6 separate regions of the Mus musculus genome follow, and all the other regions are linked to region 2. The links are chromatin contacts, called in public HiChIP or PLAC-seq and promoter capture Hi-C maps. All regions are on one chromosome and are shown on one strand. Each heading gives the region's core, a stretch centred on a gene start, on an enhancer-like site or on the middle of the called end of the contact. The rest is flanking DNA. Distances are from core to core; before and after follow the strand shown.

Region 1 (3,860 bases), core at 59-2,558, 2.3 Mb before region 2:
AAAAAAAAAAAAAACTAACAACACTCTGGTCCCTTCATTGAAGCCAGGGATAACTGCAGAAACTCTCATCTTGGAACACCCATTGATGTTAGACAAGGCTAAGCGTTATGGGCAAAGGCTTGCCTTATTAAGGGGCAGATGGAGGTCTTCTTGCTCATGTGGGTCACCTGGTAGAAGAGCAAGTGGGAAATCTGACTGCAGCTCTTGACAAACCTGCAAATGAAAGGCCTTTGCTTGTGTGCATAGGCTGGTGTCCACAAAAATACTAGCTGCAATCAGGAAACTTCTAGGGTTTCTTGCCCATGTGTGAACATTGATGGAACTGTGGTGTGAGATTTTTGCCACATTCTGGAAAGGTCATTTGCTCAAGTGGATGCGCTGGTGTTCAGTGAACATGGTGATCTCACTAAAGCCACGACCACATTCAAGACACCTGAAGGGCGGTTCTCCATTGTGAGTGCGCTGGTGCCGTAGGCAGTTTGAGCTGTTGGTGAAGTTCTTGCCACACTCACAGCAATTGTAGGGCTTCTCACCCGTGTGTGAACGCTGGTGTTCTAGCAGATAGGAACTTCGCCCAAAGCTGTCTCCGCACCAGGCACAGAAGTAGGGTTTCTCGCCTGTGTGACAGCGCTGGTGCTGTAAAAGGTTAGAGCTCAGGCTGAAACTCTTGCCACAGAGGCCACAGCGGTAGGGTTTCTCACCAGTGTGAGTTCGCTGGTGCTGGATCAGGTTGGAGCTAACCCTGAAAGTCTTTCCACACTCAGCACACGCATAGGGCTTTTCCCCAGTGTGCACCCGCTGGTGTTTTGCTAGGTCTGCACTGCGACCAAAGGCCTCTCCGCACTCCATGCACTTGTGCGGCCGGAGACCTGAGTGAGAACGACGGTGTTTAGTGAGATTAGAGCTGAGGCTGAAGCAACGGCCACATTCTGGGCAGGGGTATGGTTTTTCACCACTGTGAACTCGGTAATGCTTAACCAGATCTGAGCCACGCCGGAAGCTTTTGTCACACTCTGGACAGCTGTAAGGGCGGTCACACCCATGGCTGCTTTGATGGTGAATGAGATCAGAGAGACTGGGTACAGCCAACCCACAATCCCTACACTTGAAAGCTTTGGGGACTGCAGGATCACTGGTCTTGACAAAGGTTTCTTCCTTGGGGCCAGAGCCTGACCTACATAAGTACTGCTGGTCCAGCATTTTTTCCACGGGGGCTGGTTGTTCCGGCCGCGCCAGGAGGGGGCGCTCATGTAGCGCGGTCTCGCGATCCAGGGGCGACCTGGGGGCTCCCGGGAATTTTGACGTCCGGTTCTCCAGCAGCTTAGCCCCATCTAGATTCTCCCTGGTCACTTCTGGAGCCGCAAGTTCCATTGCGGCCGAAAAGCGCTCGGTTTCCTAAATGCCACCCGTTTAACTCATCAGCACAGTTGGAGAACGGGGCACTGGAGGCTTGGAGGCCGGTACCGGAAACGGAAAGGTCCCCAAGCCCGAGAGACTCTAGGAAGTGGCAGCGAACTTTCCCGGTAGGTTTAACTCTTTCATTCGCTTGGCGAGACCTTTCTGTCGGGAACTTAGCACTTTTGAAACGGCTTGGGGTTCTGCGAGTCTGTCAGTCCGGCTTTCGGAGCCATTGATCACCGCGCTTTGAGGGTTGCCAATCAAGTCTGAACGTCGCCGACAAGGACGTACCGGGAGCGAAGTGGCTAAGTCACGTTGGGGAGCACAGGACAGCACTAAGACTCCACCGCGGGGCGTCTGATCCTAGGAGCAACAGTTCACTCTTCGGCCCCGGGAGGAGTTTCTCACCCACTTAAACTGCACTAAGCTTGGCGCCGACTACATATCCCAGCATGCACCGCACGCGCCTCTTACTTTCCCACAGATAAATACCATTCTCGCCATGTCTTCTGCGACTGTGCAAGTACCGGAGTTCCAGAATCTAGAACTTGAACTTCCGACTCGCAAGATAACTGCGGCGGCGCTATTCCGAGGAGCAGCCTGGCCACGCCCCCCTCTTCCAGTTCCGCTCTCTCAGAGTACCGGCGAGACGCGGGGCGGAGCCTGAGGCCCGGGCCAAGATGGCGGCTGCGAGACCGGCCCTTACGGACTCGCTCTCGTTTTGCCTCGCGCAGCTCACGGCGGCGGCCGGGGAGGGGCCAGGTGGGGGAAAGGACCCAGCTACCAACGAGACACCCCTGGGCCGCGCGCTCTTAGCTCTTCGCACGCGCCACATCAAGGCGGCAGAGGGGATTGAGCGCTTCCGGGCACGCGGCGGGCTCCGCCCCCTTCTCGCCCTGCTCCGCCGAACGGCTGCTGCGGGCCCCGCCCCGTCCCAAGCAGCCTCTGGCTCCGCCCCTTCGTCGGTTGCGTCAGCTGGTTCTACCCCTGGCCACGCCCCCGCTGCCGAGTCGCTCTTGACGCCTTCGTTGCCAATGCGCCTGCGCAAGACGCTGGATTTGGCGCTCAGCATTCTAGCCAACTGCTGTACAGAAGGGGCGTGCCGGGCCGAAGTGCGGAGACTTGGAGGCATTCTCCCTTTGGGTAAGTGCTCCGCCCCCATTTCTTAGAAAGGTTCCAACCCACAGTATCTGCGCTGCCCTTCCATTATGCCAGGCCTCTGAGTACATGCTTTGTGATGGTGCAGCGCCACTCATCTCCTCAGGTGTGATGCTATGTGACGTCACTGCTCTCTCCATAAATTAGACCTGGACCTGCCCAGACCAGAAGTAGATACTGACTCCTGCCTCACTTTTGAGCAAGTGGCTTATACTTTGTTTTTGGTGCTTCTCGGGGACAGTACCCGTCCCTGTGCAAGGCTTCACATGGAAGAGCAGGAGGCCAGAAAGTGTAGTTTTAAAAGTTAGAAAGTGAGTTTAAAAGTCAGACATACCAAGCAAATCACCCAACCCCTCCAAAGCAAGAATTCTTTGTGTAATAACAATAGCTACCCGACAGGATTGAAGTTGAGTAGAAAATGAAATTCAAATGTACAGTGCCCAGACTCCAAGCATAAGTGGGTACTTAAACACAGGAAACAAATTCCAGCAGAGGATCAGCCTTTCTGTGTACCGGGTGATTTGGCGCCTCCTTATGGTGATGATGGGAACAAAGTTGCATCATTGCCTGTCCTGTATCTCAATTTTGACAAAAATCTTAATTTTTAAAGTGAAGCATTTTTATATTTAAACTTGCATAGATTGCAAGTAATGTGTTTGACAGTAGGCTTGATGGAATGCCAAGTTCTCTCTAACCTTGCCTGCTGTGCTGGGCCGTATTGCCTTTTGATTGGCAGGGATAAAAGTTAACTTGGTTCAAGCCAAGTTACCTGGACTACATGACCACTTCAGCCGCTCTTCCTGACATATTCCTTTCTCTGGTAATACCCTCCCACCGCAGTTGCCGGAGTGTATCTTGTCATTCCCCTTAAAGCCCTTTGGTGGCTTCTGTGGCCTTCACATTTATATTTTGACTCCTTGGACAGGCATTTGAGGGGCTTTGTGAAATCATAGCACAGACACTTTTACCCTGGGGCATTTGGAAAAGCTGCTGCAAACCATTTACCATCCCTCGGGCAAATATCCATTCAGTCAGTCCTCCAGCTCTTGCTCCTCTTTTAGCATCTTCTGAAGACCTTCTCTAACCCTCACCTCTCTTTCCTCTCCCTCCCTCCCCACTCTCTCCTTGAGATGTTGGGGCTTGGCTCAGGGTTTGGTACAAGCTAGACAAGTACTCTGCCTCTGACTTATATCCCCAAACGTTTGCCACATTCTTGCTTTGGTTGATTAGAAACAAACAAACAGTAGAGCCCTCAAGCAGACAAACTGTCCTTGCAGTGACCATTCTTCAGTGTGTGAAGACAG
Region 2 (3,667 bases), core at 483-2,982:
TGCCCAGCTCATGGAAGAGGCTTCTTAAAACAGACTGTACAACTCCTTCCTGACTTCTAGAAATCTTCGAAGAACCCTAAAGCATACACTGTACCAAGTGGTAAGTGCACAGTATTGTTGCTAAAACGGAAAAGGCTCTGGGCCTGTGCACTAGTAAATGGGAATTATGGAACAACAATAATTGGCTTCTATAAAAGTAACCCAGTGAGTATAAGCTGCAATAACAGATTTAAAATCATGAATTACCTTCATTAAACAGAGTGTTAGCTTCTTCCAGGACCTCTGTTAGTTTGTCACCAGCATTCAGTATGTCTTCCCGGTTTTCTATTTAAAAGAATACAAGCTTAGGGAACTGGGCACATCCTTCACTAATAAGTAGCAACTTACAGTTCCTTCCACTCCTACAGCCTGGGTAATGATTAGAGTGGCTTTATCTCTTTAACAGAAAAAGGCTTTATCTTTTACAGAAAGAGACAATGTTACTACTGTTCCAAGCAAATTGAACGTCTGTGTGTGCAGAAGGCCTGGGGTCAACCTTTGATGTCCTTCCCTCAGCGCACCATCACCTTTGCCTTTTGAGACAGGGTATCTATCTATCTATCTATCTATCTATCTATCTATCTATCTATAGAACTATCTATCTATCTATCTATCTATAGAACTAGCCAAGAAGGCTAGGTGAGCTGGCCAAAGAGACCCAGGGTCTCTGCTTCCCCTCGGCTGAGGATACAAGTTTACAGAACTACTTTTAGGAGACACTTTAGAGGGTTCTGGGGAATCTAATTAAGGTCGCAAGAGAAGCATCTGCCCATCTCCCCAGCCCTCAAAACTTGAACTCTTGACAGGAAACACTTGCTCCCCAAATGTGCAAAGGGATGACTCTTCGGCTTCCCAATACAAGGGCTCGATTAAGAAAGGATTGTCAACTTCTCAAGCAACAGGCTCATCTGGAGAGCCACACAACAAACGCTTGGGCCTGTACAGCATTTCTGATTCAGTGTATCCGAGCTGGGCAGGGAAATGTGCATTTTAGCAATCCCAAGGGACTCCATAGCTCAGGCGCCCACGAGGAGCAAGCTAGATTGAACAAAAATCTGGTGGTGTGTGCTTGTCTTCCCTACTGGCTAGCTGAGCTCAAGTCACCACCAGGTCTGGTCTCCCGCTTTTCCAGCCGGCCACACAGCACCTGCGCGGCCGCCGCCAAGGTCGCGTAGGCTGCACTTCGTAAACAAGCGAAAGCGCGCTGCCGCGAGCCTGCGCAGACCGGCCAGCGCCTGCACCTCCACCGCCCTCCCCAGCCATGGAACGCCACCGGCCCGCGCAGCCACAAAGCGCCACCTTACGTTGGACAGAGTTGATGAGAGCGCGGTACTGATGGCGGATCTGGCGGCACAGGCCCTGGTCGTACTCGGCCTCCAAGCAGGCCGGGTCCATCAGCTCGTCCCCAGAATCAGACAGATCGGAGTCCTCCAAGCTCGGACGCTCCGCTGCCTCCCTGCGCTCCGGCGCGGCGCCGCGGCGGGCCAGCGGGGACCGCGAGCGGGACCGGGAGCGGGTGCGATCCCGGTGCGGGTCGCGGCCCCGGCCCCGGCCCTCAGACCGGCGGCCGCTGCTGTCGCCAGACATCGCGCCAATTCGCCTTGCAACTTCGGAGCGGCGGAAGTTCGCGCCAGAAACTGAAACCCCCGGCTGGGCTCGAGCGCCGGCTCCAGGAGCAACGCAGCTCCCCGGCTGGCGCGTGAGCACACAGCGACACCTGTGGCCCGGAGGTCGCGGCGGCGTTGGCTGTGTCTGTGCCTCGCATTGGTTCTTAGTTACTCCACCCTGCAAGCAAGAGTCTTAGGACTTTAGATCTCTGATCCTAATGCCCACCCCACTTAGTCATGCATCTTCCCATTGTCTCTTTGGCTCCTCTGGCCTTGGGGAGGATACAACAAACAAAACAGGGTTCCTTGACTGTACCATAGTAAACTGTTAAGCCTCCTTCTAAATATCTGCACCACCACACGGCAGGTTCACAGCTGATTCTCTAACAACAGATACCCTATAACAGGTCTGAGGAAGATAATTATATGCAATGTGGTTTCAAAGATACATGTATACATATCATTCCATGTAATTGTGTGTGTGTGCACTGTACATAGATACGCATGCACAAGTGTGCATCTGCGGGTACAAACGGCAGGTTGGCTTCAGGGGTCTTCCTCTTTCAGTTCCACATTTTTTAGATTTGTTGTGTGTGTATATACATCCTTTATTTGCGTGCACACTGTGGACGAAATGTATGCAGTGCCCTCAGATGTCAAAATAGGACGTGCACACCTCCTCTGGAACCGGAGTTAAGAAGGGTTTGTGAGCTGCCCTGTGGATAACGGCGATGGAACCCTACTCCTATGAGAACTAGTGCTCTTAACCTCTAAACCATCTCTCCAGCCCACTCTCCACGTTCTTTACCATAAGGCATCTCTAGCTGAACCTGGAACTCGTCTTTTTGACAGGACTTAAATAGCCAGCAAGATCTAGGCATTTTCCTGTCTTCACTTCCAACGCACTAGGATTATGGATCCACACTGCCGTGTACAAGTTTGGTTGTTGTTTTTTGTTTGTTTGTTTTTTGAGACAAGGTTTCTCTGTGTAGCCCTGGCTGTCCTGGAACTCACTTTGTAGACCAGGCTGTCCTCAAACTCAGAAATCTGCCTGCCTCTGCCTCCCAAGTGCTGGGATTAAAGGCATGTGCCACCACCGCCCGCCCATGTACCAGTTTTTATGCCACCTTAGGAATCCTGAGGTAATCTACCCTCTGACACACACACTTCTCCTTCTTCCATCCCTCCCTCTCACATAGGATTTCATGTAACCCAGGCTGGCCTCAAACTGACCCTGTAGCTGAAGCTAATATTGAGTTCCTGATCCTCGTGAATCTAACTACCTCACAAAGGCTGAGAGGATTTTGAGACCAAGATCCAAAGCCTAGTGAGCTCACTGCTACTGAGATATCATTGCTTCTAGAGCCTCCAAAGAAAAAAGAACTAGGAAGCTATGCATAGACACCCTTACACGTATATAAGTGCATCTCTTCATATTTTATGTTGCTGGGTTAATTTAAAACACTAATTTGCATTGACATCACAGAAGAGTGTGTGGGGAAGAAGGGGTGAATGTGATTGATGAAATACTATTCTCTGTATTAATGTAGACTACTGAGAAGAAATGGTTCAGCAGTTAAGAGCACTTACTGCTCTTACAGAGGACCTGGCATCAGTCCTCCGTATCCACATAGTGGCTCCCAGCTGTCTAGAACAACAGTTCTAGAAGATTCGACACCCTCTTTGGACTCCTGCACATACGTGATGCATGTAGCATCACCAGGCATACATGCGCACACATAGCAAATCTCTTTAACAAATAAAACGCAAGCTTATAGCAGTGTCCGATGTCCGATCAGAGTCCGATGTTGAAGTCCAGGGGGCTTTTCTCCACTCTGTGGTGATGAGTTTATATTTATTTACATGATTAACTTTGATAAGGGATGCCCAGAACGCTGGCAAAAATGTTATTTGTAGGTGAATCTGGGGTGGTTTTCAGATTCCTTGAGAAGCTCTGCCCTCAGAAACCTGGCTGGGCACCATCCGATTCACGATGGTCTAATCAAATGGAAGAAAAGGGC
Region 3 (3,611 bases), core at 776-3,275, 2.4 Mb after region 2:
TTAAGGCAGGATCTCTCACTTGTCTGGAGCTAGACTTAACTGGCTGGCTATGGAGCTCAGGGGTTCTCCTGTCTTCTCCTTTGGCACTGTCATTATAAGCATGAACCTGGCTTTCTTACATGGATTCAGGGGACTGAACTCAAAGCACTTTATATACTGATCCATCACCTCAGGTCTGAGAACTACTAGATGCCTCTCAAGAGTCTTTTTGTCTTCAATGCAGTTTTTTTTTTCCTTTGTTCTCCTTTTCAATTATAAGTTGATTTTCACTTTAATTTACTTAGCAATCCCATTTTGTCATTGTGGTTATTTTGACTTAGCCTCTTTCCGTGCTATCATTTTTACCACTAAGATGGTCTTCCTTATCTTTGTGTTTATTTCTTGGTGCAGATTTTTTTTTTACAAGACATTTATTAAATCAAATTTAAAAGCTTCCTCTGAGTCCTATCCCTTTTCTGACTAAAATAAACTACAACTTGGACATCTTACCGTGTGATTGGTGTTTATTTGGAGGCAGCATGCTGTAAAGCTTTGATTCAGGAAGAGGAAGTGCTTAAACAAAGTGTTTCCAAAGGGTCAACTGAACTACTGTTTTTATATAATAGCGTGGGATCCTACCTACAAATGAATTAATTATATCCTTGAGAACGTGTTGTTTTGTGTTGTTGTTTCCATTTAAACTTAATTTATGGATAAGTTCTCAGACCAGGTGGGGGTTGCTGAAGGCCTCTACTCCATAGCAATGGCTATGGAGAGGAAGCACCCCACTGGTTGTGAAAGATGTTGGTGAGGGGAAGTTATACAAAGTACTGTTCTTTTGATGGCCATGGTACAGCTGTCTTATACCATTTTATGCAAATAACTCAAGACACCAAAGACAGCTTCACAAAGTGAATTCCCACTCAAGTTTGGGAAACATCAAACTTCAAGTAACACGGTCATCCTTTTGGATCTGAGGTATCCAAACAATTACTAAATGCCCTCCCAGATTGCTGTTAATGTTCCTTCAAGATACTAATTAATTATTTTTATTTTTAATTATGTGTTTGTGCAAGTGAGTGTGGGTGTTGGTAGAGGCCACAAGAGGGCACTGAACCCCCTGGAGCTGGAGTTACAGGTGACTGTCTTCCACTGAAGTGGCTGCTGGGAGCAGAACTTTGCTTCTCCGAAGTAAGTGCTCTTACACGCTGGCCGTTTCTCCAGACCCCCCATATTACTATCTTTTTAAAAATTACATTTATTTATTTTGTGTGTAGCCCAGAGAACAACTGTGGGAGTTAGTCGTCTTCTTCCACTCTGTAGGTACTGGGGATGGAACTCAGGCTGTCAGGCTTGGCAACTTTACCCAGTGAACTATTTCTACGGCCTTTAACACATTACTTTTAAAGCAGTTTACATTTTGAAAAAGTTTGAAGTAGGGCTAGGTGAAGCTAAGAGTAGTGGTGGCGTAAGTCCAGCACTCCGGAGGTTTAAGAGTTCGGGATCAGTCTCAGCTATTTAGAGGGGTTAGAAATAAATCGGGCTACAAGAGAACCTCGTCTGAAAACAAAATAAAATGCCAAGTAAGCAAGGCTTGTAATCTCAGCGCTCTTGGGGAGGCTGAGGCAGGAATATCGTTTAAGAGTTCCAGGCCAGCCTGAGCCCCAGAATGACAGCCTGGGTCAAATTATTGAAATTTTAAAAACTGTTTTAAACCGCCGAAGGAACGGCCAAGCGGTCTCCCAGTTAGCAAACAGATGCGTGACTCACGCTTGATTCAAAGCGCTGGCGACTCTGCAGCAAAGAGCGGCCGGCGGCCAGGGGAAGAAGGCTCCCACCTCCCAAGTGCATCCTGCACTTAGACTTGAAGACACTCACCCGGGAGGACGCGTCGCGGGACCGCGCGCGCCGTAGCCTCACAATCAGGACGCACGCTGCTGACGTCACGGCCGCGGCCCGCTCCTGCGCCGGGAAAGAGGCGGTCGCCTATTGGCTGCGCCTCCTGAGGCCTCGGGACCAATCACAGGACGGTGAGCAGCGAGGTCCAGTTCCTGACGTTGTGCGGCCGCCGCGGGGTTTATTTAGCTCTAGGGTCCTGACCGCCGCCATTCGGAGTCCTCTGCGCCCGAGGCTGTCCCCAGACCGCTCCGCCCCTGTCCCCGAGCCTCGGCCCCCGCCTCCGCGCAGCCTCTCCGCCCCTCGGGCCGCTGGGAGCCGCGCGCGGGCCCGCGGAGAACATGTCCTGACTGAGGCGGGAGGGCGGAGGCGGCAGCAGCGGGGTGGGCGGCGGCGCCGAGGGAGGCGGAGAGGGGCCGGGCTCGGCTCGTCGCCGCTGGCCGTGCGGGAGTCGCCGCCGCCGCCGCGGCCGCCGGGCGCCGCGCGTCAGACGGGGAGGAGGAGGATCCGCGGCCGCCAGGTAACCGGGCCTGGGTTGGGGGCGCCGCGCCGCAGGCCCCTCGCGGGTCGACCGCGGCCTGACGGGGCGTCGCGGGGAGCAGGCTGCCGAGCCTCCGGGCGGCAGCGTTGCGGGATAGCGCATCGCAGGCCCGGGGTTGTCCGCGGCCGCGCGTCCATCTTGGGCTTCCCAGCGCGGGGACAACCCGGAGGATGAGGGAGAGTGGCCGCCCGGCTTGTTTACCGACCTCAGTTGGCCGCCTTCGTCAGCGGCTGGCGCTGCCCTTCTGCCCGCCTCATTCCGGCAACTGGGATCCCTCCCGAGTCCGAGTGTGTGGGTCTTATTCCCACCTCTTAGTAGGCCATAAACACCCGGATTTGTCGCTCTAAGTTGGTGCTGGTCCCCAAACTTGTGTTTTGGTCCCTTGTCCACTTTCTCTCCCCTCATACGTTGGCCTCCGGTTGCCTAAAGCAAATCAGGGTGAAAGTTGATGTCTGGTGGCCATGGGCAGCTGGAACTCCGCTCCCGGTAACGATCGCTCTGTGCACCTACCTTGTGGGTTTTCTTGTTTTGTTTTGGTTTTCTGCTCTAATTTGGCTGGTCATTGCACAGACAAAAGAGCTGTAATACTTGCTGTTAGCGCCGGGGAGAGGCAGTTTACGTTAAGCAAGAAGTTTGAACCCGCCCATTATCTTGGAGACGCTGGTTTTGAAACCACCTTGCTTAGAATTTTGTATCTCAACCCCTCGATTTCCCCTTTCGGTTACCCACTAAGTCAATTTTTATAAGTTCTTTCCACTGCTTGCAATGTTTGGTCTCTGTATAGTTGACCTGTGATGGTGTTAATAAACGTGATGTACAAATACTTGGAAGTGTTATATAATGAGTGGCTCCTGTACCCCGCAGTCTCTTTCAGTCGACTCCCTACCAACTTTTGCTACATGCATGGTACCTCTGTTGATCAAAAATGGGTGACTTGGCTTATATAGAGAAAACAGGGGAGACCCGAGGATCTTTGTGACAGAGGCCATTAGAAAGTCCACTGAACTATGCTTGGGAAAAGTAAAGCTGGATCCTGTTAAATATTATTTTAATTAAATGAGGTATTTCGAAAGTATATTTGGAAGCCACTCTCTTGATTTGGAGGCTCTTAAAATAGTCTCATTAAATTTTTGTAACTTTTTCATTGGGGGGGGGTTGTGAGAGGTTAAAAGGTAGGGCAGTAATGAGACGTTTT
Region 4 (3,963 bases), core at 349-2,848, 2.0 Mb before region 2:
TGGCTGGGACGGAAGAAAGAGAAGAGTCACAGAGTCAAGAAATACTTAGCAAGATAGGAATGGATGGTAGGAACGAAGGGGCAATTTGAGGACAAAGTGGGGGTGCGGGAGAGATGACTTAAGAGCATTTGCTACTCTTATAGAGGACCAGGTTCAGTTCCCACAAGGAAGCTATAAACATCTATAACTACAGTTTCAGGGCATGCAATACCCTCTTTGGACCTCGGAAGGCATTGCACAAGCCGGCTCATACATATAAAATAAATCTTTATTTATTTTTTTTAAATATTTTTTAAATAGGGCATTGCTAGGCGTAGTAGATGGTAGTGTGCACCTTTAATCTCAATACTTGGGAGGCAGAACTATATAGATAGACCATATCTTTAAAAAAATATCCACAGCCAAGCAGTGGTGACACATGCCCTTGATCCCAGCACTTGGGAGGCAGAGAGATGGATCTCTGTGAGTTCAAGGTCAGCCTGGTCTACATAATTAGCTAGTTCTAGGACAGCCAAAACTACACAAAGATACCTTGTATTGAAAAACAAGCGAAAAAATTCACTTTGTATTCAGTCTTCAATAAACATCAATCTTTATTCCTTTATTGAAGATGGACTCTGGATTTAGCCACGTGCTGGGTGGGTTCAGGTATAAAGAAGCAAAAGACAGACACTGACCAGTGAGTGAATCTAAGTGTCTAGACCTTTCAATGTGACTATCAAATGATAATAAGTCAATATTCCCACATTTGGGCTTATACAGGTGTGTTTGGTGGCACCAGGCAGTACCTGAAGGCTAACTATGTTAATACTTATACTGAGGCTTTGAGACTTCAAAGTCAGTAAGAAGGTCTTTGGAAGTAAAAAAAATCAGCTTGTTGGAAATGTCTGGCAGAGTCCTCTAGTATTTGCCACAGAGTAAAAATCGGAGGGGAAGAGGCCAGAGATGTATCTTTGAAGGTCCCAGGACATTCTCTGAATCTGAGTCAGGAAATTGGCCTCAGTATTGGTTCCAGGTGTTTCTGAAGTCTAGTCACTGTGCGAAAGTGCCTATATAGAAGGCCAAGAGCACAAAGTTGTCACTTTAGTCCTTGCTTCTTCAGTTTTCCAAAGCAGGCAGGTGAGTTTCCACAGCTCTTTCTTTTTGTTGTGACCTCAGATCAGCATTCCAGAATTTCTCAGAAGTCATAAGGCCCTTGAGAAAAAGTTACTAAAAACGTCACTGCAGGACGCCAGCGTCACTGAGTGTGAAGAGAGAGAAAGAACTAGACTTTCCGAGTTTAAAGATGATTTAGTCCTTACACAAAGGTGGGGCCCCAGGTGTCGGCCCTTGGACTGCTAACCCCGGGACACCCCCACGCGGCACGAAAGAGTGGTGGGGAGTCCGGAGACAGAAACCAGCCAGAGAGCACAAGGACACCGGTGCGTGTCAACCTGGCGCGAGGCGCACAGGCCCCAGGACACACACAGGACAGGGATAGGGAGGGACAGCCTGGGTAGTCTAGGAGAAGGAGGGGCGGGTGACAAATCCCCGCCTCCGATCCCTCCCAAGGTCCCGCCCCGCCGCGATTATAGCCTATGACTCAGGGCGGAGCTCCGCATCCAACCCACGGCGGCCGCCAAGTTCTCTGGATGGGACCAGAAGTTTCTAGCCGGCCAGTTGCTGCCTTCTCTTTATCTCCTCCTTCCCCTTTGGCAGCTAGGAGGCTATTTCCAGACACTTCCACCCCTCTTCGGCCACGTCACCCAGTCCTTTAATTCATAAAGGTGCCCGGCGCCGGCTTCCCGGACACATCGGCTACACAGAGGTGCCCGCACTCCACGACCTCGTGACCCGCGCCCTAGCTCTGCGCCCCGGGCGGACCCTAACCCAGCATGAGCGCCGCCACCCAATCGCCCATGATGCAGATGGCGTCCGGCAACGGAGCCAGCGACCGAGACCCCCTGCCCCCGGGCTGGGAGATCAAAATCGACCCGCAGACCGGCTGGCCCTTCTTCGTGGACCACAACAGCCGCACCACGACGTGGAACGACCCGCGTGTGCCCCCCGAGGGCCCTAAGGTGAGTGGAGCTTGCCGTCCCACCTCGACGGCGAAGGGGCCTGGTCGAGCCAGGGCTATGCGAGTCACCCCACCCCGCGCCCTGCTGCGCAAGGAGAGTCCTTAACCATATCCGCCTCGAACGGGCGTCGGGCCGCAGAGAGCCGCAGGCAGGGTGGCCTTGGACGGTAGCCAGCGGGGTGCGACCCGCGTGGTGACATCGGGTGGTTTTCCACAGCCTCTTGCGAAGGGCGAAGGGCAGTGGTGGCCTGAGCTGCGGTGCGCCGCGTCCCAGGGAAGGGCGACCGGCCTGATGAGCGGCTGAGGCCCAGGCCAGGCCCGGCCGCCGCCTCTCTGTCCCGCGCGTCCCGTGCTGAGACCCTGGGCTCCCTCCGGTGCTGATGGCGCACGGCCAGGATTGAAAGGCTGCTGAGTGGAGTCTCCTGTGGGGATTTCACTTTCAAATTCAGAACTTAGTTGAGGCTTATCTTGAGTTTACTGGATCTTAGGCATAGAGTGACTCAGGAGGCTCGAGTAAATAAGTTATTTTCCCCCATTAAACTTATTATTACTGGTCGAAACTGCTTTCAGTTAGAGAAAATTCTGATACTACCACTATTTTTTTTTAAGATACTCTTTCTGACAGTTCCAAAACTAAAGATCAGACATTGTATCACCATACTTAGCCACTGCCTTAAGACTCACACTGGAGTGAAAGAATGTATTTTTAATGGCGTGATTCCTTGTTGTCCTTTTCAAATACTGGAGTTTTGTTACCAGAAACAGCTGAGGAGTCTGGTGAACACTAGGTGTATGCTTCATTTGCATAGATATTCAGGTTTGTGTACTTCAATCTAAAAAGCAAGAAAAATTGAAAATACAAATTTGGAATGAAGCCCAGCCTGGTTCAGGCCTGTCATCCCAGCACCCAGGAAGCTGTGGCGAGAGGATCTTGAGTTCAAGTCTAGCCAGGGCTATATAATCGGAGTCTATCTCAAAAGTTATTAAGTAATTAAGTTGGAATGAAACTAGCCTGTGTTGCAAAATAAGACCTTGTCTTTTTTTATAAAAAAAAAGAAAAAAAAGATTGAGCTGGGCAGTTGTGGCACACCTCTTTAATCCCAGCACTTGAGAGGCAGAAGCAGGCAGATTTCTGAGTTCAAGGCCAGTCTGGTCTACAGAGTTCCAGGACAGCCAGGGCTACACAGAGAAACCCGATCTCGAAAAACCAATAAAATAAAATAAAAATAAATAAAAATTCGATTGAATTTTGAGTGAAGAACTTAAAAATACAAATTTAGGTAGGATTTTTCTTGTTTGTTTTGTTTTTCTTTTTTTAAAATTAGATATTTTTTTATTTACATTTCAAATTTTATTCCTTTCCTCATTTCCCCTCCGAAAACCCCCCTATCTCATTCCCCCCCTCCCTGCTCATTACCCCACTCACTCCCGCTTCCCTGTCCTGGCATTCCCCTACGCTGGAGCACAGAGCCTTCATAAGACCAAGGGCCTCTCATTGATTTCCCACAAGGCCATCCTCTGCTACATATTGGGCTGGAGCCTTGAGTCCCTCCATGTGTACTCTTTGGTTGGTGGTTTAGTCCCTGGGAGCTCTGGGGGTAGTGGTTGGTTCATATTGTTGTTCCTCCTATGGGGCTGCAAACCCCTTCAGCTCCTTGGGTTGCTTTGCTTTTCAAGACAGGGTTTCTCTGTGTAGTGTTGGCTGACCTGGAACTCACAGAGATCCTCCTGCCTCTGCTTTCTGAGGCATGAGCCACCACCATCCGGCCACGTAGGATCTTTGAAAATATAGTTAACAGAAGTCATATTTAGCATAATGTTCAGTAATAATTTATGTACATTTGGTCCTTTCAAAATGAAAAGTTTGGTAAAGTAAATGCACTTTAAAATAGGACTCTATCATC
Region 5 (3,932 bases), core at 415-2,914, 2.3 Mb after region 2:
GAGATGTGAACTGGGAGCTGTCAATGGAAAACTTCCCCAGCAGCCAGGCTAAATCAATCAGTCCTGCAAGAAGAGGTCTGGGTGGCCTTTCAAAGCACCCAGGGCAGGCATAAAACAGTGAGCTATATAGTTGTCCAAGAGACCAGCATCTCAGGCAGAGGAAAGGGACATATGTAAAGGCACTATGACCTGATGAACTTTCAGTGCTTCCAGAAAGCAAAAAGGCTACTGTTGTAGCTGTAGCCAAGTCTATCAGGGTAGCAGAAGCAGGAATGCAGGGGGAGGGCATGTCGGCGTAGGATTTGGAGGCTGGCCAGGTATAATTGACACCTTATATCTAAACATTACCATGATCATTTCACTGACTGTGTTGAGGATATATTTGCAGGTCAACAGCCTCACTTCATTACCTCGACATTTTGGACTGGTTAATTCTGTTATGAGGCCTTTCCTGAGTTTACCTCCTTCCCCTGGGGTTGGCATTGGAAAATATCTCCTAGCAATGTCAAGCATCCCTTAAGGGCAAAATTGCCACCAACTGGGACTCTGAGAAGTTGTCATAACCAGGAGAGAGAAAATGGTGTTTTGGGTCAGGGTGGCAGATGTGCTGGTAGTGAATCGTAGGACTCAGTATTTTTTTGAAGATCGTTTTAGCTGATCTGATGTAGGGAACAAGAGAAAAGAAGTTGTTAAGGCTAGCTGCAAAGGTTTTTTTTTTTTTTTTAAGATTTATTTATTTATTATATGCAAGTACACTGTAGCTGTCTTCAGACACTCCAGAAGAGGGCGCTAGGTCTCGTTATGGATGGTTGTGAGCCACCATGTGGTTTCGGGGATTTGAACTCAGGACCTTCAGAAGAGCAGTCAGTGCTCTTAACCTCTGAGCCATCTCTCCAGCCCCAGCTGCAAAGGTTTTGATTTGAGTAATTGTCATAAACAGTTTTATTTGCTGAACTTGGAAAAGAAGTGAGAAGTAGCTCTGTAGGGAAATCAGGAGCCCAGCTAGGAATACTGAAGTCTTAGCAAGCTGCAGAAGAAATAGTTCCCTTTTTTTTTTTCTTTCTAAATTTGATAGTTTATTCATTGCTACTTATTTGTTTTTGTCTTCTATGATTTTTGTCAAACTTGAAGGTTTTTGTTTTTGTTGTTTGTTGAAACAAGTCTATGTAGCATTCATTGGCTGGCCTCCGACATGCAACCCTTCTGCCCTTACACGACTTATATTTGAATTGTTTTTGAGTCCAGAATCCAATCGTTTTACCAGCTCCACTACTTCTGACCATAATTCCCCTGTCACTGCACCAGGTGGGGATTATTGTAAATCTCCTTCCCTTCCATTTCTCCTACGCATTAGTCTCAACCAGGCAGGCAAAGTGGTCTGTTCAAGTTGAAATTACATCATGCTGTTCCCAAGTCAAATCTCAACCTGTTCAATTGCTGGAATCATCTCCGGCCTTCCATCCTTCAACTTCATTTGCAGAAGGGACAAACTGGATTATAACAAGGCTGTACAGACAGGCCGGTGTCTGAGGAACACACAAAACTGAAGGTGCTGGTTCTCTTTGATCTGGAATCCTTTACTTCCCTGTCCTAGCTTCGAGTAGCTTGGAGGACTTCATTTCCCAGGATGCTCAGCGGCGGGGCGTCCGGAAGGCTGTGCACCCTCCGCGGGGCATGATGGGGGAGGTGGAGATTTCCATCATGGCGGCTTCCATTTCGGGCTACACCTTCAGCGCTGTGTGTTTCCACAGCGCCAACAGCAACGCCGACCACGTAGGTGCCGGGCCCCCTGCCGTGGCCGCTGGGGCCTTCGGCTTCCTCCTCAGGCCGGCGCCTGCGGCCAAGCGACGACCGCTGGAGGCTCGGCCTTCAATCCCCGGGACAAACCGATGAGCTGGTGACCCAGGCGGCTCCCGCCCCCTTCCAGCTCCTGCACCCCGCGGGCCCTTCTCTGGCGCTCTCGGCCTCGGGCGGGTCCTGGCACAGCTGTTCTCAGTCCAAAGGACCTAAAGCGCCCGGCCCCGCCAGTGTCAGGAGTCGCCTAGCCAAAACTGGGTGCCTACCCCTCGCTGAGAATCGCGCTTCCAGACTTGAGTGCCTTGGGTCGGGATGGAGTTCAAAGGTCTGGGTTGTAATCTAGGAGAGGATCCAAGTTCTGACCCCCGGCCACACGGGTCGTCGTGTCTGTCACCGTTCATACTTATCAGATGTGGCTGTTTGGATTTTTTTTTTTTTCACCCCAGTGGAAAATGGAGAATGTGAATAGGCTCGTTAGGTGCAGAGTCTTGTTTGCACTTCCTCAAAGTTGCCTGTTTAGTTCCTCAGCGAGTGTTCTAATCCCCGGAACTTGTCTTAAGAGGGAAGTGACAGGCCCACTTATGAGCGATCAGAAATGTACAGGCCATGGAGTCCATAGGACTCTTCGGTGTCTTTATTTTACGAATTGCCTTTCAATGCCGTTGACCTCTGGAAATTATTTGTGAAATAGGTGCTTTTACAGGACATTACTCTCCCACCAATTAGCGGTTTGTGTGTGTGTTGTTGTTATTGGTGAACGATTTAAATTCATTGAATAAGAGATGGGGCTTTTTGTGGTTGTCATTATAAAAACAGTAGTTAGAAGGGAAACTGGATTTGGTTTGATGTCACTGATCTTCGATTCCATTAATAAAGACTGATTCTGAGAGGCGATTCCATGAGTATACTGAGTGGAATGAATTTACTGTTCTTTTCATCTCTGCAGTGTTGATGGCAGAGATTACTGATAGGAATATATTCAGCATTGTTCTGCTTTTTTTCCTAAAGCCAGCTCTGACCTACTAGCCTTCAGTATTGCAGCTAGCTCTTAATACTGTAAGTGGTTGTAAAGTTCCTAGCGTCCATGGACTGCAGTTACGAGTTCAGGGTGCTTATTTATTCTGTTTTAGAGAGTACCTAGGAATGTCATAGTTTGTGTATAAGACAAGATTATTATAAAGATAAGAAACTTGGACAGTATTTCTAGAAACTGCCATAGTTCCGTTTCTTCACTTGTTATTTATTCTTTGTTGTCTTGAGATAGTGTCAAGGCTGGCCCTGAACTCCTGATCACCCCCAATCCTAAGTGTGGGGATTTCAAGGGGAAGCCATTAAACCCAGCTCTAGCTTTCTAGCTATTTAATAGCAATTTCCTTAATATTTATCTCCTACTTGGCATGAGGGAAGAAATTTTATACAAGGCCAATAGTTTGAATTGTGTTTTATATGATTATACATTTTTATATTAACCTTACCACAGTTATGGGTGTGGAATACTTAAAAGTAATGTCAGGCGGGGCGTGGTGGCACACGCCTTTAATCCCAGCATTTGGGAGGCAGAGGCAGGTGGATTTATGAGTTCGAGGCCAGCCTGGTCTACAGAGTGAGTTCCAGGACAGTCAGGGCTACACAGAGAAATCCTGTCTCGAAAAACCAAAAAAAAAAAAAAAAAAAAAAAAAAAGTCAGTTTTAAAGTTGAAGAACCAAGAATTTACTTTTTAAAAGATGTGTTTGTTTGGTCTAGGAAAATTAATCTAAAGCTAAACTTATTCTGTGGAGCTAAAGTTAGCAAACATTTTTGAAAACATTTTTGAGATTATAACTACATCATTTCTTCCTTTTTCTCCCTCCAGACTCCCTTTCCCCCACACACTTATACTCCTTCTTGCTTTCTTTCAAATACATGGTCTCTTTTTTTTTTATTAATCACTATTATATGCTTATATGTATGCATATATATTCCTAAATATAACCTGCTTAGCCTGAAAAATGTTCCTCATCTGTAAGGTTCAGGACTGTGCCTTTGTTTTGGATAACCAATTGGTGTGCTCTTCCCTGGGGAAGACTCTCTCCCACTCTCGACACTCCTTAGATGCCTGGAGTTCTTTTGGTAGGGTTGAGGCCCTGTGGGCTTT
Region 6 (3,861 bases), core at 318-2,817, 2.0 Mb after region 2:
ATTCACCTCAAGTGCGTCACTGGCAAACAACTAAAGTAACACTACTGGGAAAGGATTGAACCAACTACACCGCACCCTCCACACACCTCCACATCACTACCCATTCATTACTATTTTTAAAAGTATACAGTTTGGGGGCTGGGGAGAAGGCTCGGTGGTTAAGAGCACCGACTGCTCTTCTGAAGGTCCTGAGTTCAAATCCCAGCAACCACATGGGGGCTCACAACCATCCATAATGAAATCTGATGCCCTCTTCTGGAGTGTCTGAAGACAGCTACAGTGTACTTACGTATAATAAATAAATAAATCTAAAAAAAAAAAAAAGTATACAGGTATACAGTTTGGCTCATCCTCAAGAACTCTGCAAAGAGCATAAAATACATATCCATATAACCATAGTAAAAGTAGACCGGAAGGTAAATAGATGAGACAGGAAAAAATACCTTTTAAAATATGTACTAATTAAAGTTTTAGGGGCTGGAAAGATGGCTCAGCAGTTAAGATCACCTACTATGCTTGCAGAAGACCAGAGTTTGGTTCCTAACACCCACATTACATGGCACAACTATCAAGAACTGCTCCAGGGGTATCGAATCCCTCTGGCCTCGGATGGCGCATTCATTCCTGATCACACACATACAATTTAAAGTACAGTTACAAGTTACATAAAATTAATTTACCTACAGACACTAACAAGTTTGATCAAGAAAATTTAGGGTGGAGAAATCAGAGGTTATTCAAGTAGCAAAGCCACTTCATTCCAAAACCACTCCTCCCTTAATATATCTTGACACATCTACAAGGTAAATGTACTCCCGGGCATTGCTGTAGGCCTGAGGCAAGATTTGCTGGCAGCAAGAGCTCCCCACAATTAGACTGGAATTTACTGAGGTTCAACATAGCTTGTCAAAGGCCTAAGGAGGGGGCTCTTCGTGCAGAGAGCCCTGTGGGCCAATCCTTAGCCACCATCTCATCACAGAGTGCACGTCACTTCCTCAATCCTCTTATTTGGTTTAGGACTGAAGAGAAGTGGGGATTGGGGAGGGATGGGTATGATCTGCCACGAGACGTAAAAGCTGCCCAAGGAGCTCGGACTTGGTCCGCATCAGCGCCCCCTCCCGGTGACGCGACCACAAGTTCGCAGTTCTGTCCCCAGGGATCGGGTCCTTCCCTCCTCTTCCCACCCCCACCCCCCACCCACCCCCCGCCAAGCTGCTCGTGGTGCCCCGCGCCCTCAACGCCGCCTTTTCAAAGTCGAGACCTCCAAGGCCCCAGTCCCCTTAGCCGAGTCCCCCGGGGACAGTGAGCCCAAGCCGTGCCCCGCCCGTCCTCACGCCGAGCCCGCCCCACCCCGGGCCTGCGTGGCGCCCTAGACCCGGAGATTCCAGTGTTGCCCCGGCGGAGACTCCAGAACACCGAGTGGGCCCTAGTCGCTCTGGCCCAGCCCCGGCGCGTACGTCGTACCTGACAGCGTCCGCTAAGCGACACTGACTGTACTTCAGCCACGAAGCGCGATGTGGCTGCCCGGCGCGTCAGGTCGTTTAAGACGACGTGTCTGTCCCGCCCCCGCCCGTTCTCTCAGTTCATTGGTTAAGGCGGAGGGCCGCACACCAATCACAAGAGGCTCACTCTCGCCCCACCCACCCGGCCTTGAGCCTCCGGGCGCCAAGTTCTGCTGCCTTCCCCAAGTGCGCAGTCTGCTTTTGTGCCTGTGGCGCTTGAGCTCTGCACTGAACTTGGAGCAGTTCGCTTTCTTTTACCCGAAGGGGAACGGAGGCCCGAAGGAATGGTGGCCTCTCACTGCGTTTCTCTAGCCCAGGGACCTTCCAAAACCTTTCCTGAAAGAGCCTGTTGGGAGCAACATCATATCTTAAATGCTGAAACCACATGACCTTGAACCCTCACGTACCAAAATGACAAAACAGATTACTGATGCTTCTAGTATCATCTCTGCAGCTGTAAAACGCCGCCCGGATGTTATTAACTGTTGTTATAAGTGGTTGGAAATGACAGCTACGCAGTATAGACTTGCCTGCACTCCCTCCACTACCATGGTTAAAACTCAAACCGGAAAAGGATATTGCAGGATAAACACAATCAGAAGGTGCTTAGGTATCATTTTTGTCTATAACGCTCGTTATAAATCAGAAAATATGAAGAGAATAGAAGAGTTATCCAATCCTGTACCAAAAGCTGTAGACCACAGAGGGCCAGTGATTCACTACCTTACACTTCAGGGTCAGGCAGAAAGATTTCACACTCCAGTTTGGAAAGAATGTGTGTGAATAAGAAAGCACAAGGATGGAGGGACTGGCACACCAGGGAGAGCCACTGTCAGTCCACGTATCCAGGGCTAGATGTGGGGTTTCTAGAACCCCAAAGAGAGAGGAGTTTGAGGAAAGACTACTTGGAGGGAGCCAGGAGCCTAAGGAGTCTGTTAAGACTGGTGGTAGTAGTGGTGGTGGTGCACACCTTTAATCCCAGGACTCAGGAGGCAGAGGCAGGTGGATCTCTATGAGTTCTAGGCCAGCCTGGTCTACAGAGAGAGTTCCAGGGCAGCCAGAGGTACAGAGAGAAACCCTGACTTGAGAAAACAAGAGAAAAGACAATCCCCACAAACTAGCCTCCCTAGACACAGAGCAAGATCAGAAAGAGGAGGAAAAGAAAGTGGGATGGGAAAGAGCAGAGGAAATGGTTCAGTAGGTAAAGTGATTGTTGGGCAAGCATAAAGAGACCAGAGTTCAGGTCCCCAGAGCCTACATAAACGCTGAGTGGGCATCGAGACCCATCTGAAATCCCAGCGTTCAGGGAGGTAGAGACAGGACAATTCCTAGAGCTCTGGGTTCAAGTGAGAAACCCAGGCTCAATTAAATATATTTAAATACGTAGGAATCAATCATGGAAGACACCAGACCTTGTGTACCCACACTCATGCAAACACTGGTACACAAACACACCAGACACATGTAAAGACAAACAAAAGAAGACCCAGGTAGAGAGACAAATAGAAGACATTCAACAGCCATAGCAGGGAATGTCTTAGTTGACCTGGTCAGTAGGGGCAAGAAAGTAGTGTGGGCTCAGAGATAGAGCAGTGAATCCAATATCCTCAGGAGCACTGAGCAAGCCTACTGGGCTCATCCTATCCTTGGCTAAGGTCATTTGCCCAGATCATTACTTCATTACTATAATGACCATTAATTACCCTCTAAGGCTCATTATTATGAGTGGATAACTTTATCTTTTTCATTTTTATTCCTTTCATACCACCTACTTCAGTATGATCAACCTCTTGGGGGTTTGACCCTTCCTCCCCTGGGGTCAGAAAGGAACTGCTTCTTTGTGATTCTGCTCTGTAAGCCAGGACAAATGGGTAAAGCCAGGGCCATCTTGTTATGCCTTGGCAAGCAGGAGCAGCTGAGCTCATCAGGAGAACTAAGGGTAACATCAAAACATGTGGCAATCCTTTTGAACTCGCAGGTAGGGTGCTCTTTGATGAAAAGGATTTCATAAGCAAGAAACCTCTGGGAATGTCTGAGTTTTATCACTTCTCACTTATCAGAGAATGGCACTGGGTACAAAGAGCATGATAAAAATTTATGGTTTCCCTCCTACTTGGTTGCTTTTTTTTTTTCCCATCACTAATTGTAGCCAAGAAAGAACAACCTGCACCTTGGAGTAGCCTTTTCCCTCCGAGAAACAGAGCTGCTCTGATTGCATTTGCACAATCTAAAAACTCAACATGAAGAAGAGTCAGAGCCCACATGGCAGGGATTGTTGAGTCTAACGCCACCAACAGATTCAAGCAAATACTTCTGCAGGAACCGTAGAGCCTAGCGATAAAGCTCCTGCAGTGCTCCC

What was found. Promoter capture Hi-C pulls out the DNA fragments that hold promoters and counts their contacts. HiChIP or PLAC-seq counts read pairs in DNA pulled down with a chosen protein or histone mark.
Region 1: a contact with region 2 is called in a promoter capture Hi-C map of erythroid cells, with 4 times the contacts expected there. The contact joins the promoter of Armc5 here to the promoter of Nsmce4a in region 2. A contact is called at or near these places in 1 of 39 promoter capture datasets (erythroid cells) and 1 of 115 datasets of contacts at active chromatin or transcription factors (embryonic stem cells).
Region 3: a promoter capture Hi-C map of pre-B cells shows a contact between it and region 2, with 6 times the contacts expected there. The contact joins the promoter of Zranb1 here to the promoter of Nsmce4a in region 2. A contact is called at or near these places in 1 of 39 promoter capture datasets (pre-B cells) and 1 of 115 datasets of contacts at active chromatin or transcription factors (large pre-B cells).
Region 4: a contact with region 2 is called in a promoter capture Hi-C map of embryonic stem cells, with 4 times the contacts expected there. The contact joins the promoter of Bag3 here to the promoter of Nsmce4a in region 2. A contact is called at or near these places in 1 of 39 promoter capture datasets (embryonic stem cells) and 1 of 115 datasets of contacts at active chromatin or transcription factors (embryonic stem cells).
Region 5: a contact with region 2 is called in an H3K27ac HiChIP or PLAC-seq map of embryonic stem cells, with 4 times the contacts expected there. The contact joins the promoter of Abraxas2 here to the promoter of Nsmce4a in region 2. A contact is called at or near these places in 2 of 115 datasets of contacts at active chromatin or transcription factors (embryonic stem cells and large pre-B cells) and 1 of 9 other capture datasets (liver).
Region 6: a contact with region 2 is called in a promoter capture Hi-C map of pre-B cells, with 5 times the contacts expected there. The contact joins the promoter of Oat here to the promoter of Nsmce4a in region 2. A contact is called at or near these places in 2 of 39 promoter capture datasets (liver and pre-B cells).

Annotation. Positions count from the first base shown.
Region 1 is chr7:128,236,049-128,239,908 of GRCm38.p6, forward strand. Armc5 (armadillo repeat containing 5) reads left to right here and starts at 1,309. Exons shown (of 6, transcript NM_146205.2): 1 at 1,309-2,541; 2 at 3,834-3,860. The coding sequence starts at 2,079. 9130023H24Rik (RIKEN cDNA 9130023H24 gene) reads right to left here and starts at 1,983. Exons shown (of 1, transcript NM_177001.3): 1 at 1-1,983. The coding sequence starts at 1,371. The coding sequence ends at 358.
Region 2 is chr7:130,545,649-130,549,315 of GRCm38.p6, forward strand. Nsmce4a (NSE4 homolog A, SMC5-SMC6 complex component) reads right to left here and starts at 1,733. Exons shown (of 11, transcript NM_001162855.1): 1 at 1,344-1,733; 2 at 247-324. The coding sequence starts at 1,626.
Region 3 is chr7:132,929,151-132,932,761 of GRCm38.p6, forward strand. Zranb1 (zinc finger, RAN-binding domain containing 1) reads left to right here and starts at 2,026. Exons shown (of 10, transcript NM_207302.3): 1 at 2,026-2,395. It overlaps 1500002F19Rik (a long non-coding RNA gene), which reads right to left. Exons shown (of 2, transcript XR_003946678.1): 1 at 1,858-3,611.
Region 4 is chr7:128,521,985-128,525,947 of GRCm38.p6, forward strand. It overlaps Bag3 (BCL2-associated athanogene 3), which reads left to right and starts at 1,599. Exons shown (of 4, transcript NM_013863.5): 1 at 1,599-2,060. The coding sequence starts at 1,875.
Region 5 is chr7:132,857,561-132,861,492 of GRCm38.p6, forward strand. Abraxas2 (BRISC complex subunit) reads left to right here and starts at 1,665. Exons shown (of 9, transcript NM_198017.3): 1 at 1,665-1,773. The coding sequence starts at 1,675.
Region 6 is chr7:132,574,831-132,578,691 of GRCm38.p6, forward strand. It overlaps Oat (ornithine aminotransferase), which reads right to left and starts at 1,568. Exons shown (of 10, transcript NM_016978.2): 1 at 1,465-1,568.